4 separate regions of the Mus musculus genome follow, and all the other regions are linked to region 4. Evidence: chromatin contacts called from public Hi-C and promoter capture Hi-C data. All regions are on one chromosome and are shown on one strand. Each heading gives the region's core, a stretch centred on a gene start, on an enhancer-like site or on the middle of the called end of the contact. The rest is flanking DNA. Distances are from core to core; before and after follow the strand shown.

What was found. Promoter capture Hi-C pulls out the DNA fragments that hold promoters and counts their contacts. A called contact is a pair of places that touch in the nucleus more often than the background predicts.
Region 1: a contact with region 4 is called in a promoter capture Hi-C map of pre-B cells. The contact joins the promoter of Sgk3 here to the promoter of Tcea1 in region 4. A contact is called at or near these places in 2 of 39 promoter capture datasets (cranial neural crest and pre-B cells).
Region 2: a contact with region 4 is called in a promoter capture Hi-C map of pre-B cells. The contact joins the promoter of Rrs1 here to the promoter of Tcea1 in region 4. A contact is called at or near these places in 1 of 39 promoter capture datasets (pre-B cells), 1 of 484 Hi-C or Micro-C datasets (uterus) and 1 of 9 other capture datasets (pancreatic islet).
Region 3: a contact with region 4 is called in a Hi-C map of B cells, with 6 read pairs. The contact joins the promoter of 1700034P13Rik here to the promoter of Tcea1 in region 4. A contact is called at or near these places in 2 of 39 promoter capture datasets (cranial neural crest and pre-B cells) and 2 of 484 Hi-C or Micro-C datasets (B cells and CD4 T cells).

The regions. Positions count from the first base shown.
Region 1 is chr1:9,796,412-9,799,635 of GRCm38.p6, reverse strand. It overlaps Sgk3 (serum/glucocorticoid regulated kinase 3), which reads right to left and starts at 1,506. Exons shown (of 18, transcript NM_133220.2): 1 at 1,390-1,506.
Region 2 is chr1:9,543,418-9,546,659 of GRCm38.p6, reverse strand. It overlaps Rrs1 (ribosome biogenesis regulator 1), which reads right to left and starts at 1,252. Exons shown (of 1, transcript NM_021511.2): 1 at 1-1,252. The coding sequence starts at 1,136. The coding sequence ends at 39.
Region 3 is chr1:9,746,280-9,749,239 of GRCm38.p6, reverse strand. 1700034P13Rik (RIKEN cDNA 1700034P13 gene) reads right to left here and starts at 1,592. Exons shown (of 4, transcript NR_040462.1): 1 at 636-1,592. Vcpip1 (valosin containing protein (p97)/p47 complex interacting protein 1) reads left to right here and starts at 858. Exons shown (of 3, transcript NM_173443.3): 1 at 858-2,960. The coding sequence starts at 1,084.
Region 4 is chr1:4,856,098-4,859,191 of GRCm38.p6, reverse strand. Tcea1 (transcription elongation factor A (SII) 1) reads right to left here and starts at 1,498. Exons shown (of 10, transcript NM_011541.4): 1 at 1,216-1,498. The coding sequence starts at 1,278.

The DNA.
Region 1 (3,224 bases), core at 257-2,756, 4.9 Mb before region 4:
ATCATTTTATTTTGGGGGAAAATCCTCTCTCTATATATAAGCCGCAAGACACAAAATGGACACCTTACAGGATTCATCAACCAATTCAGTGCCAGCAACAACCAACCGCAAAAAAAAAAATTACCAAACTGTTAATGGTAATGTCTACAAACAAAAAGGGTTCTGTTTCACAGTTCAAGTTTAATCTGATGCTCCCATCTGAGCCACGTCATATAAATTGTCAAACATATTGAAAACAAAGCTCCCTATAAAAACAAAACTAGGTTCAGTCCAGTGGCAGTGTAAAGAAAGGGAACTTCTGATGTCTGAGTTGTCAGACTTGGAATCAGAGAGTCCACCTTTCTGAAGTTACATGGGATCTGGCCTGAGACCTGCCAGCAACAGGTCCCATCTCTCCACGCCTGAATCCTACGGGGAATGAAGGGTAAGAACTTGCCTTAAGGGAGTGGTAGCCTAAGGGGGCAGAAGGCACACCCATTCCTAAAATATGTCTGAAACTTCCTCTAATGTTTCCAGCTCTTTCTATAACATTGGGGAACTAGAGTATGCATGGCCTCTTCGTGGCTACAACCACAAATAACTTATCATTTTGAGTTAAGAATTTGAGGTAATATTTATAAAGCACTTAGGAAACAGAGCAGTTCATAGTATGAGCTGTGTTTGCTAAATAAAGCAGGCACTTTCCAGGCCTGTTAGGTAAACAATCTAGTGAGAAGGGCAAGACTCTACCCAAGAGGCGTTTTTGGGGTTTTGTTGTTTTGTTTTCCTCTCTCTTTCTCTCTCTCTCTCTCTCTCTCTCTCCCCCTCTCTCTCTCTCTCTTTCTTCTTCTGTGTTTATTCTCGAATCCTAAGTGCATCCAGCATAGTCTCTGCCTGCAGAACTGCAGTTCAACCAGGCATTCGGTGCAACATTAAGTCAAAGACCTTTGTTTCAAGAGGCGAATCCCTTCTCTTTTCTACCGGTCCAAAGAACCATCCCTAAGCGCGCCCTAGAACCGAAAACCTCAGCGCGCTTTAAGGCGGCATTCGTCGGTGCTTGAACCGTGAGAATCGACCGAGCGAAAACAGACCGAAGGGTTCGAGTCTGAGAACTTGAAAAAGAGTGGCGACGCGATCTAGCCCTGCCGACCACTTCACACCGTCGCCCCGGCGGGTCCGCGCAGAACCCCATCCCGCGTCAGGTGGGCTCCCGGGTCCTCGCCACCCGCTGCCCCGCTCGGGGGGCCGGGCGAGCCGCCCGCGCTCCCCCGCGCGAGGGAGCCCCACGCCACGGCGCTGAGCTCTCCCGGAGCACACAAAGACCGCGCCGGGCCGCGGCGGGACCCCGGCGCCCGAGAGAGCCCGGCCGGGACCCCGGCACGCAGACCGGCGCACCCGCCCCGCACCTACCCGGCTGTGCGGCGTCCGGGCGCCCGGGCGCGGAGCCCAGAGCGCTGGCAGTTTCTTCTTCCCGGCGGCGCGGCCGGGCGCCGGCGTTTCCTCCCTGACGCGTCACGGCGGCTCCTCCCGCGAAGCGCCGGGCGGCGGGCGGGCGGGCGGGCGGCGCGAGGGGACGGCGGGGTCGGCCGGGACCCGCGCGGATGGCGGGACCGCTCGGCTACCCGCGCTCGCCCGTCACGCGGGGTGCAAAGTTCAGGAGGAGACGCCGCCGGACTCCTGCGCTCAGCTGACGGGATGCGCGAGGTCCGCGGCGAGGGTGACCTTGGCCCACTCGGGAGCCCGGGCGGCAGAGCGGACCCGGGCGGTGGCAGAGGGCTGGGGGCTGCGGCTTCCTGCAAGCTGGACGCTGCAGAAGCCAAATAAGTATTCGGACGATCTGGAGAGCCCACTGTGCTTCCTTTAGCTTTTTCTGGGCAGTTTTCTACACTTTTTCCCACGTCAGCAGATTGATTTTTTTTTTTTTTTTTGACCAGTGTTTATGGATGAGCGAGGGCTCTCACAAATTGGCAGATAGATGCTATGTACAGATAATATGCGTTTCTCTTGATCATTTTAGATCTATGGATTATTTTTGTTTGTTATTTTTAAACTACCCAACACACTCTACTGCTGGTGCTTGTCCATTTAACTACAGAAGCTGCGTTTTTAAAAACCCGTTCTGTGAATGGGGAACTAAGAATTACACGATTCAATGGTTGTGGAGTAGAGTTAAAATTTTGAACTAGAGAGCCACACCACCACTGTAGTTTAGGTTTTATCTGATACCACGTGAAAGTAGACCCACACAACTGTTTAAAGGATTTCTGTCTGCATGGCATGCTTCATATTTTACATTAATCTACCCTTTGAATCATATGGTTCCAGAAAATTTGCCACAAATCTATGAACAAATAGAGGAACTGAGATGAATGAGTGAGTTCCGTAAATTCAAAGAACTCTTTATATTTTAGAACGATACTCAGAAGATTTAGCCTCATGAATAAATGTAAGAAAAGTTATTTGTACTATCCATGCTGCAATATGGCCTTGTCCTTAAAATAGGTTGTGAACCCAAATTCTTTTATACTGTGAAACCTATTATTCTCACAGGACTTTCTTAACAGCGATTCTCCATGGCTTTGGGAAATGGACAAGAAAATACAGTTCATAGAGCCCAACATATTGCAGCAGTCATTTATATGTTCCACTATGATCTGCTTACAAAGCAATACACACAATAAAGCACACATCTTCTCTGTGACAAAAAAACAAGTGATCAGTGTATCTGCTAATTAAAGCCATATTCATAATACTGAAGAAATGCTCTTGGACAAAAGGAAATTTTATGTCAATAAACACTAAGGGAATGACATCATTCTCGATTAAAAGATAAATACCTAACTATCACCACATTTTGACGTTAGGGAAAAAAAAAAAAACAGATGGAAACCATTTTAGTGTTTCCAGGATAAATTTGTCTTACCACTATAAAGAACGTGGGGCGGGGGAGGGGGGAAGAGAGATCGAGAGCCCACCAACATTTATGGACAAGAAATGAGGATGATCTTCATTTGATTAAGAGGAAGTTAGGTATGGGCTTGTGAGTGAGTGTGTGTGTGTGTGTGTGTGTGTGTGTGTGTGTGTGTGTACATGCACACACATGTAAGCATGCATACAGGGTGGAGATCAGAAGTAGTTTTCTTCCCCAGACGTTGTCCGGCTTATTTTCTGAGATGGAGTCTCTTGCTGATCTTAGACCTGGCTGTTGGCATCTTGGCTGTCCTGTGAGCTCCAGGGTCCTCCCC
Region 2 (3,242 bases), core at 3-2,502, 4.7 Mb before region 4:
AGTCCCAGCTTTTCAGAACTGGTCCCGAGGGGAGAACGCTACTTCCTCCTCTTCCCACCTTGGGGCGGCACTCCTTTCTTCTTGCCAGCTAAAGCAGAAGGCCAGGAATGCTTTTTGCTTCCCAAGCCTCCTTTCCTCTTTTCTCCCTGACCCGGCGGGCCGCCCTTTCTCTTGCCCGAAGGTCCTTGCCGGCCCCCTTTCCTCTTGCCTTTCTGGCTCATTTTCCTCCTCTTGGCAGCCTCCTCCTGGTCCTCTTCCCTCATCTGCTTGTTGGTGGCCCTCGTCACGTCCAGCCGAGGTTTCTTGCTGTTCATGACTCGAAGTAGCTCCAACTGGTTCTTTTTCTCGGCTGCGAAGTCCCCAAAGAGGGGCTGAAACTTCCTCTTCTTGCCGGAGCCCCGGGGAGCTTTCTCCTTGGGAAGGCGCTCCTGGAAGCGTCCCACCGAAGCGGTGGAAACCTTGGCCACTTGCATGGCGCGGCCCAGCTCTTCCTTACTCTGGTGTCCAGTAGGGTGCAGGCCGGCTGAGCTGGGCATCTGCATCTTGTGCGCGCGAGCCAGGTTCCGCAGACGGTTCAGCTCATTCTTGGCCACGCGTTCTTTCTTGGCCTGAGTCCTCTTGGCGAACTGGTCTTCCATGGGGTCGGCGCTCCCAGGCACCTCGATCAGCCATTCTTTAGTGTCATCCCGGGCGCGCTTGTAGCCCCAACGGCGCCGCCACTGGCCACTCGCCTCGTCCCACACGAGGTTGGTCTTCTTCTTGGGACGGATTCCCTTAAGGCGCGCGAACTGCTGCCAGCGGGTGAGCGGCCGTGGTCGGGGCAGCGGCTTCTCGCGGGGCAGGCGAGTGGCGGGCTCCGGCAAGCGCGCGACCACCGCCTCCTCCACGCGCTCGGTCGGCAGCCGCCACAGCTGGTTGATGAGCAGCTGCGTGTTGTCCCGCGCCAGGGCCCGCAGCTCGGCCTCCGGCGACGGCCCGGCCTGGCGCAGCACGGTCGGGGGGTTGCGGTCCGAAGCCAGCAGGTTGCCCAGGTCGAACTCCAGCTCCAGCTCCTTGTGCACCGTGATGCGCTGCAGCTTCTCCGCCTCCTCCTGCTCTGCCTTGGCCAGCAGCTCCTCCACGCGCTGGCCCTCCATGGCTCTCGCTGCGGCTCGGATCCCTCACTTCGGGACAGCGGCGGGACGTATCGCCACTACAGCAGCACCCTAAACCGGCAACCACGTGCGGACGTCCGGACCCGTAATCCGGAAGAGGAAAGATCACTTCCGGGTTGTCTGGAAGCGGCTCACAGCTAGGCGGGGAGGTAAAGACCGGCAGAGGGCGGCATTGGACAGCAGATGGGCTTAGAGGCGGGACTTGGATTCGTCACCGGATGTTGGCCCGACTGGCGCTGAGGGTTGGCTAACCAGCTCAGGACCTGGTTGGGACTACGTTTCCCAGCATGCTGTGGGGCAGAGGTAGTGCAGTAGGACGCGGGCTGCTCAAACTCTTGGAAGTGCCTGCATTGTAGCTTCCGAATGGAGCGTCTACACCACAGTGTCTATGGGTAAATCTATTACAGAGGTGTTTGGGGCGAGACAAATTATTTCCCCAGAGTTATAGCCCGTTCTCTGTGCCCTAGGTGTGAGCGGAGACAGATCCCACGGATACCTGTCCAAGTTAGGCATTGTTTTGCGACTTAGTAGGGCTTGCAGTTTGTCTGTACGTGGCCTGGGCACCAATTCTGGCCATGCCATTGTTTGTTCCTGTGATATTTGTGTAGGCCTGAAAAATCGTGGAAGATGGAGACTCTGGTAGTATCCAGGAGTGTTTTAAAGGTAAATGTGTTAATAAGCTTGGAGGAAGGCTAAGATCCAGTGAAAACCAAATAGTTTTTATTCAGTAGTCATGGTGGCCTAGGGAGTTAAAAATCTCAGTTTACTATTTACTGCCATCTATTTTTATAGGTTTTTACCTCAGTCCGGTGTTAGAATGGGCACATGTTCATCTAATGTCATCCAAAAAAGTGTTTTGTTTGTTTGTTTGTTTGGTTGGTTTTTTTGTCTTGTCACATAAGTAGACTTTTACTGATTTATTTATTTTTTAGTTTAGATCACATGAACCGGAGGCCGAGCTTGAACTCCCTGTACATCGAAAGAGAACTTGACTTCTTTTTTGTTTGTTTGTTTTTTGTTATTTTTTGAGACAGGGTTTCTCTGTATAGCCCTGGCTGTCCTGGAACTCACTCTGTAGACCAGGCTGGCTTCGAACTCAGAAATCTGCTTTCCTCTGCCTCCCAAGTGCTGGGATTAAAGGTGTGCACCACCACTGAGAACTTCTTGATTCTCCTACCTCTCTCTCAAGCATTAGTGTTTCAGGCATGCAATATCCAGTGTCCAGTTCCATTTTTTAAACTAAGTTTTTGGTTAGAATGCAAAGTAATTATTTTCAATATGGTGCTTTCATACAGGTATCATTGTTATCTCCATCCTTCACTGCCTTCCCCGTCCCCCATAAATAGACATTTAAAAAATGCAGACTAAACTGGGTATGGTGTATAATCCCAGCACTCTAGAGAAAGAGGCAGGAGGGCCAGGTGTTCAAGGCTAGCCTTAGTTGCATATGGAGTCATCCAAATCATTTTTGTTTTTAATGTGGTTTAAGTTTGCTATATAGCTAAGAATGGTCTTGGAATTAATTCCCTTGCCTCTGCCTCCCAAATTCTGGCATTACAGGCAGGAGCCACTATAATTCTTTGTTTTCCTCTTGGTGCTAGACCAGATGTCAAAATCTACACAGCACAAAGCTTCCTCCAAAGTTGCTCCTCCTTCCACCATCCTCTCATCCTCTTCCTCATTGTCTTTGCTGCCCAAGGAACCCTGCCATTGGGAATACTGTAGAGACAATAGTCCCAGGAGATGTGGTCATCATTCAAGTCTAGTAACTTGCTCGGATGATGGCAAATTCATCTTTGACTTTCCCTATCCAAATCTCATCAGTTCAAAGCCTAGATAGCTTGTCTCTGTATGTTGCGCCCTTTCACTCCCCACTGCTGTGGCCTTACTTCATCCTAGCCTGGATCTCTTCTATCTGCTTCTCTAGACCATCTCTCTACTATGTAAGCTGCACTAGTTTCTAGCTGATTTTTGATCAGCAGGAAACAGTGATACAAGATGAAAAGAGATGAAGAGAGTGGGGTCAGGACACTTATGCCCTATTCCTCTGTAGACTACGTGACAGCCTGCCTCATCGAACCGTCTTCT
Region 3 (2,960 bases), core at 343-2,842, 4.9 Mb before region 4:
TCCCATCACTCAGGAGATAGAGGCAGGTGGATCTCTGTGGATTTGAGGCCACCCTCGTCTATTTAGTGAATTCTACACAAACAAACAAACAAATAAACAAATAAACAGACAGACAGACAGACATACAAAAAGACAAATATAATAACAGGATGTTTTCTTTAAAAGTGTTCTTACAAGTTGGCGATCAGTAATTCTCAAACTGTGACCTTTCATCATTAACCTACCAGCTTATAACTACGAATAAGATAGAAGCTCAGTTACGGCACTTGCTAGCTAAGTGGTAATTTTAAAAAAATGACATCGTATTTGAAAAATTAATATACTTAAAAAAAAAAGTAGCCTCATAGAAAACTCCTTCCATGTTCTTAGGACCTTTAACCCGGACTTCCTAGCAGTGGTGGTGGACTTTAGACCCTCTTCCACACCAATCCTTTGCACTTTTGTTTTCCCCAAGCACACTCCTTTCTGCGCAAGGGGAAAGTGCAGGGGGACACTACCCACAGCAGCCTAGGAATGTGATTTCTCTGACTCTTTCTCGTGGGCCATAGAATGGGGGACAAACTACAAAAGAGATCCAGTTAAAAATACAACTACCGACAAGCTCCGCGAATCATCGACTTCCTTTCTGCCCCCACCTTCCGAGTGCCTTCCTCTTCCTCCTCCCCGCGTGCGTCGAGTCGCTTTGCATCACGGTATTTGAAGTTCTTTCTGGACGGAAGCGCCTAGCACTCCTTCGCGAGAGAGGAGCCGGAAGACTCTGGTTCCCAGAGGGCAGAGCAGAAGCTACGCCTGCGCAGTCTCAGTGAGGGCGTGTATGTCTGTGTCTGAGGGAGAGAGCGAGAGTGAGTGAGTGTGAGTGCGGGGTGGGGTGGTGGCCGTTACGTTCGGGGCAACGGCTAAGGCAGTGGAGAAGTGAGAAGAGAAACAACGTCCGGCGCTTCCGCCTTCGCCTAGGAGGAGGAGGAACTGGTAGGAAAAGGAAAGCCATTCGCCCTGGGCCTGGACTAGACCTCGTCGGGCCGGCGGAGGTCTGGCTATGTGCCTTTGAGGGTCGCTTGGGACGCCGAGCGAGAGCCGAGAGCGATGTCTCAGCCGCCGCCGCCTCCTCCGCTGCCGCCGCCGCCGCCTCCCCCTGAGGCTCCGCAGACTTCGTCGTCTCTGGCGGCGGCGGCTTCTCCGGGGGGCCTTTCGAAACGAAGGGACCGAAGAATCCTTTCCGGGAGTTGCCCGGATCCCAAGTGCCAGGCGCGCCTCTTCTTCCCGGCCTCGGGTTCTGTCAGCATCGAGTGTACCGAGTGCGGACAGCGGCACGAGCAGCAACAGCTGCTGGGAGTGGAGGAGGTGACCGACCCGGACGTAGTGCTGCACAATCTGCTGCGGAACGCGCTACTCGGAGTGACGGGGGCTCCCAAGAAGAACACGGAACTGGTAAAGGTGATGGGCCTCTCCAACTACCACTGCAAATTATTGTCGCCAATATTGGCACGCTATGGAATGGACAAACAAACGGGCCGGGCCAAGCTTCTCCGGGACATGAACCAAGGCGAACTGTTCGATTGCGCGTTACTTGGTGACCGGGCCTTCCTCATCGAACCAGAGCACGTCAACACAGTGGGCTATGGCAAGGACCGCTCCGGAAGCCTCCTGTATTTGCACGACACGCTCGAGGATATCAAACGGGCTAATAAAAGTCAAGAATGCCTCATCCCAGTGCATGTGGATGGGGATGGACACTGCCTAGTGCATGCTGTGTCTAGGGCTCTAGTAGGCCGAGAGCTCTTCTGGCATGCTCTGAGGGAGAATCTTAAGCAGCACTTTCAGCAGCACCTAGCCCGATATCAAGCCCTGTTTCATGACTTTATTGATGCTGCCGAGTGGGAGGACATTATCAATGAATGTGACCCTCTGTTTGTGCCACCTGAAGGTGTCCCCTTAGGCCTGAGGAATATCCACATATTCGGCCTTGCCAATGTGTTACATCGTCCCATAATTCTTTTAGATTCCCTCAGCGGCATGAGAAGCTCTGGTGATTATTCAGCCACCTTTCTACCTGGCCTCATACCTGCAGAGAAATGCACTGGGAGAGATGGTCATTTGAACAAGCCAATCTGTATTGCGTGGAGTAGCTCTGGTAGAAACCATTATATTCCCTTGGTAGGCATAAAGGGGGCTGCCCTGCCCAAACTACCCATGAATTTGTTACCTAAAGCATGGGGTGTGCCTCAGGACCTTATTAAAAAGTACATCAAGCTTGAGGAGGATGGTGGCTGTGTTATTGGAGGAGACAGAAGTTTGCAGGATAAGTACTTACTTAGGCTGGTTGCTGCTATGGAAGAAGTCTTTATGGACAAACATGGTATCCATCCTAGTTTGGTTGCTGATGTACATCAGTATTTCTACAGAAGGACTGGGGTGATAGGAGTTCAGCCTGAGGAAGTTACAGCAGCTGCTAAAAAGGCAGTAATGGACAATCGCCTTCACAAGTGTTTGCTTTGTGGTGCCCTTTCTGAACTTCATGTCCCTTCTGAGTGGTTGGCTCCAGGAGGGAAACTGTATAACTTGGCAAAAAGTACTCATGGGCAGTTGAGGCCTGACAAAAATTACAGCTTTCCCTTAAACAATTTGGTTTGTTCATATGATCCAGTAAAAGATGTTCTGCTACCAGACTATGGATTGAGTAATCTAACAGCTTGTAATTGGTGCCATGGCTCATCTGTGCGAAGAGTCAGAGGAGATGGCTCTATTGTGTATTTGGATGGAGACAGAACTAATTCTAGGTCTACTGGTGGCAAATGTGGTTGTGGATTCAAACATTTTTGGGAAGGTAAAGAGTATGACAATCTTCCAGAAGCTTTTCCTATCACTTTGGAGTGGGGAGGAAGAGTAGTCAGAGAAACAGTATATTGGTTTCAGTATGAAAGCGATCCATCTTTGAATAGTAATGTTTATGATGTTGCAAT
Region 4 (3,094 bases), core at 249-2,748:
AAAAAAACAGCTTTGTCTTCTTTTTCAAGACAAATTTTCATCTTAGTTATGGTTTTGCACTACCAGAAATCAGATTTGAGAATGACTTGAAGTCTGTCTTGATGTATTTGGGAAAATAAGTTACGAAGTTAATGACTTTTTTCTTCTTGCGAGTTTCCTCTGTGGCAATCTGGGAACCTTCAGCCAGAGAGAGGTTTCCCAATTTAAAAAAAAAAAAAATGTTTAACCTATCATATAACCAGAACTCATCACCTGCATCAAGTAATGAAATAGCTCAATCAGTAAGAAAGAAAAACAACACAGGCTAATATCTGGAACAGAAAACAAACAGGAAATATTTGAAAGGACCAAAATCGTACATACGGATTAACGGGGCATGAAATTAAATGCGGGTCAACACACCTGTTTAAGAAAGAGGAACCGGGGGCGTCTGAAAGTCTTACATTATTTGGTATTAACACTAAATCCTAAGCTGGCAGCGAGTGGAAAGTCAGCGAGCTCCTAGCTCAAGCAAAACTACACAGTATTTAAGCGACAGCACTTTAGCTCTGACTCAGTTTCTTGACTCATAAAAAGAATTCTGCAGAGGCGCGTAACTCTAAAGCACTCACTGCACAAACGTTTAGCATCTCTGCACGGCTTTTACTTCACAAATGGCAAAAGTCTCTGGTGTTTTGATAATGCAAACCTGCTGCGTCTGGAAGAAGAGATTCAAGTGAAGCTGGCTGGAGAGGTCAAGTGTGGAAGCAAAGGGATGGAAAGTGGTACACACCGAGGGACACATCCACACAGACCAATCAAGGAACAGAGGATGTCATCCGTCCCGCTGCAGCCTCAGCACCATACCCGCGGAGCAGCAGCAGCCGGCTGCCCGGCACATCGCACGCAGGCCGACTTGCCAAGGGGCGGCGTATTTTCTGTTTGTGATTACCAAGTGGGTGTAAGGCAGAGCTGGGATAAACACACTTTACGGCCCGTCTGCAACTGACCGCGGCACCCAGCGAAGCCGCTCTGGGGTAACCGGCGGCGGCCACCGTACATTCTCTCAGCCCAGCGTCGAGGGCTTCAGTCCTGGGCTCACTGCGGCCGTGGGCAGCACGGACCTGAAAGCCCGGAGGGCGCGCGGCGCGGCCCGGCCCGGCCCGGCCCTGACTGACTCCGCGTGGGCCGGTGTCGCGGACTCGGCCGCGGCCTGCCCCGGGCCCGCCCGCTTACCGCATTCTTTTTCTGCACCATTTTGTCCATCTTCTTGGCAATGCGAACCACCTCGTCCTCCATGGCTCCGGAAGGCCTCCCCTCGCCCGGCCACAGCGGACGGGAAGCGAGAGAAGCTGCGCGGACGTTGGACAAGCCGCGAAGCCGCTGGCCTAGGCCTTCCTCACAGACCCGGCCCGCGGCGGCAGGGATAAGCGCTCCGCCCCCTAGGCCGTGCCAGTCAAGCACCGCGCGCGCCACACAGGCACTACGAATCGATCGCAGGAGACTGGAAAGTAGAAGTGGCTCGCTCAGGCGTGCGCTGTTCTTTTAATCTATTCCCGCCCCCAGCAGTCTGGAACTTCCGGCCCTATCCGGACTCGCGTTGCTGGCGAGCTGGAGTTGGACGGAGTCCGGCTTTCACGCCAGAGGGATCAGGCAGTAGGCGGTAGGTTGCTACGAGTTCCATCGAAACCCCTCCGGCAGAGCGTTCTCTGGGACGCAGGACAGGCATTGCCGAGGGCTTAAAGCGCATGAGCACTGAGGCTCACTCTTGGACTCAGATATTCAAACCATCTAGCCTGCTGATGAAAACCGACTAAAAAGACGACGGCCTTGAGAATTGTGACTTAAAAAAAGCCACGGTAAAAAAATGACATGTATAGTGTCTGGGATTGTTTTTACTTTGTTCCATGTGTTGAAAGTTAATAAATCAGGAGCCAATGAACATTACAGACTTTTAAGACTCAAAATATCTTCTTTCCAATGAAAAAAGTTAACTAAAACACATGTCGTGTCAAATTAAACATTTGTCACCAAGCATGATAGAAGGCCGTGGCATATAACTAATGTGCATTTTCACACTTTAAACTTAAGATCAAATAAAGTATAGCTCCCCAGGGTAACAGTGAATTCCACTTTGACTAATCAGTTTCTATTGAAAGTAAATGGTTCAGTACCATTTTTCACCCATAACTCATGCTTTTCATTTATTTTCTTTGTCCTTTTCCTTCAATTTCCTTGTGAGGTAATAAAGAGGAGACAATCACCAGGCAGTGGTGCCCCACGCCTTTGATCTCAGCACTTGGGAGGCAGAGGCAGGCGGATTTCTGAGTTCGAGGCCAGTCTGGTCTACAAAGTGAGTTCCAGGACAGCCAGAGCTACACAGAGAAACCCTGTCTCGAAAAACCGGAAAAAAAAAAAAAAAAAAAAAAAAAAGAGGGGACAACATTTTCTCATTTGCAGATGAGAAAGTGGGTCTGTGTCCAGTTAAACCATTTACTACCAATTCACACTATGCATAACAGCATTTCAAAGTTAATTACCATTAACCAAAATTTACCACTTAAGATTCTCTCTATACTAAGATAAAGCCCTTTATGGTTCAAGATATCTATCTGGTCTCCACTGCCTTGAGACAGGGTCTCTCCCTGAATTAGAAGTTTGAAGTCAGCTAGGCTGACTGGCCAGCAAATTCCCCAATCGGCCTCTCTTAGACTCCCAAGCATTGTGGTTGCAGGAATGCACATCTATGCCCAGCTTTTTTCTGCAGGTGCTGGGAATTCCATCTCAGAACCCCAGGCACTCATGCTTGGAAAACAAGTACTCCTGTCCACTTAGCCATCTCCCCAGCCTCAAGTTAAGTTTTAAGTGTTGTAAGAGAAACAAAGTTTACCATTTTAGCTTTTTGTTTTTAGACAGGGTCTTTTGTAGCCTATGCTTGCCTTAGTTATCTATGAAGCCCAAGTTATCCATAAAATCCTGCTAGGATTGCAGGCGAGCACCACCATATCCAGTTTAACTGATTTCAAGTACGAGGTGTTTACAGAACCACACGTGCTGTACATTATGACCCCTGACAGTTTCCAAGCTTTCCATCATTTATCATCAGGAACATAGA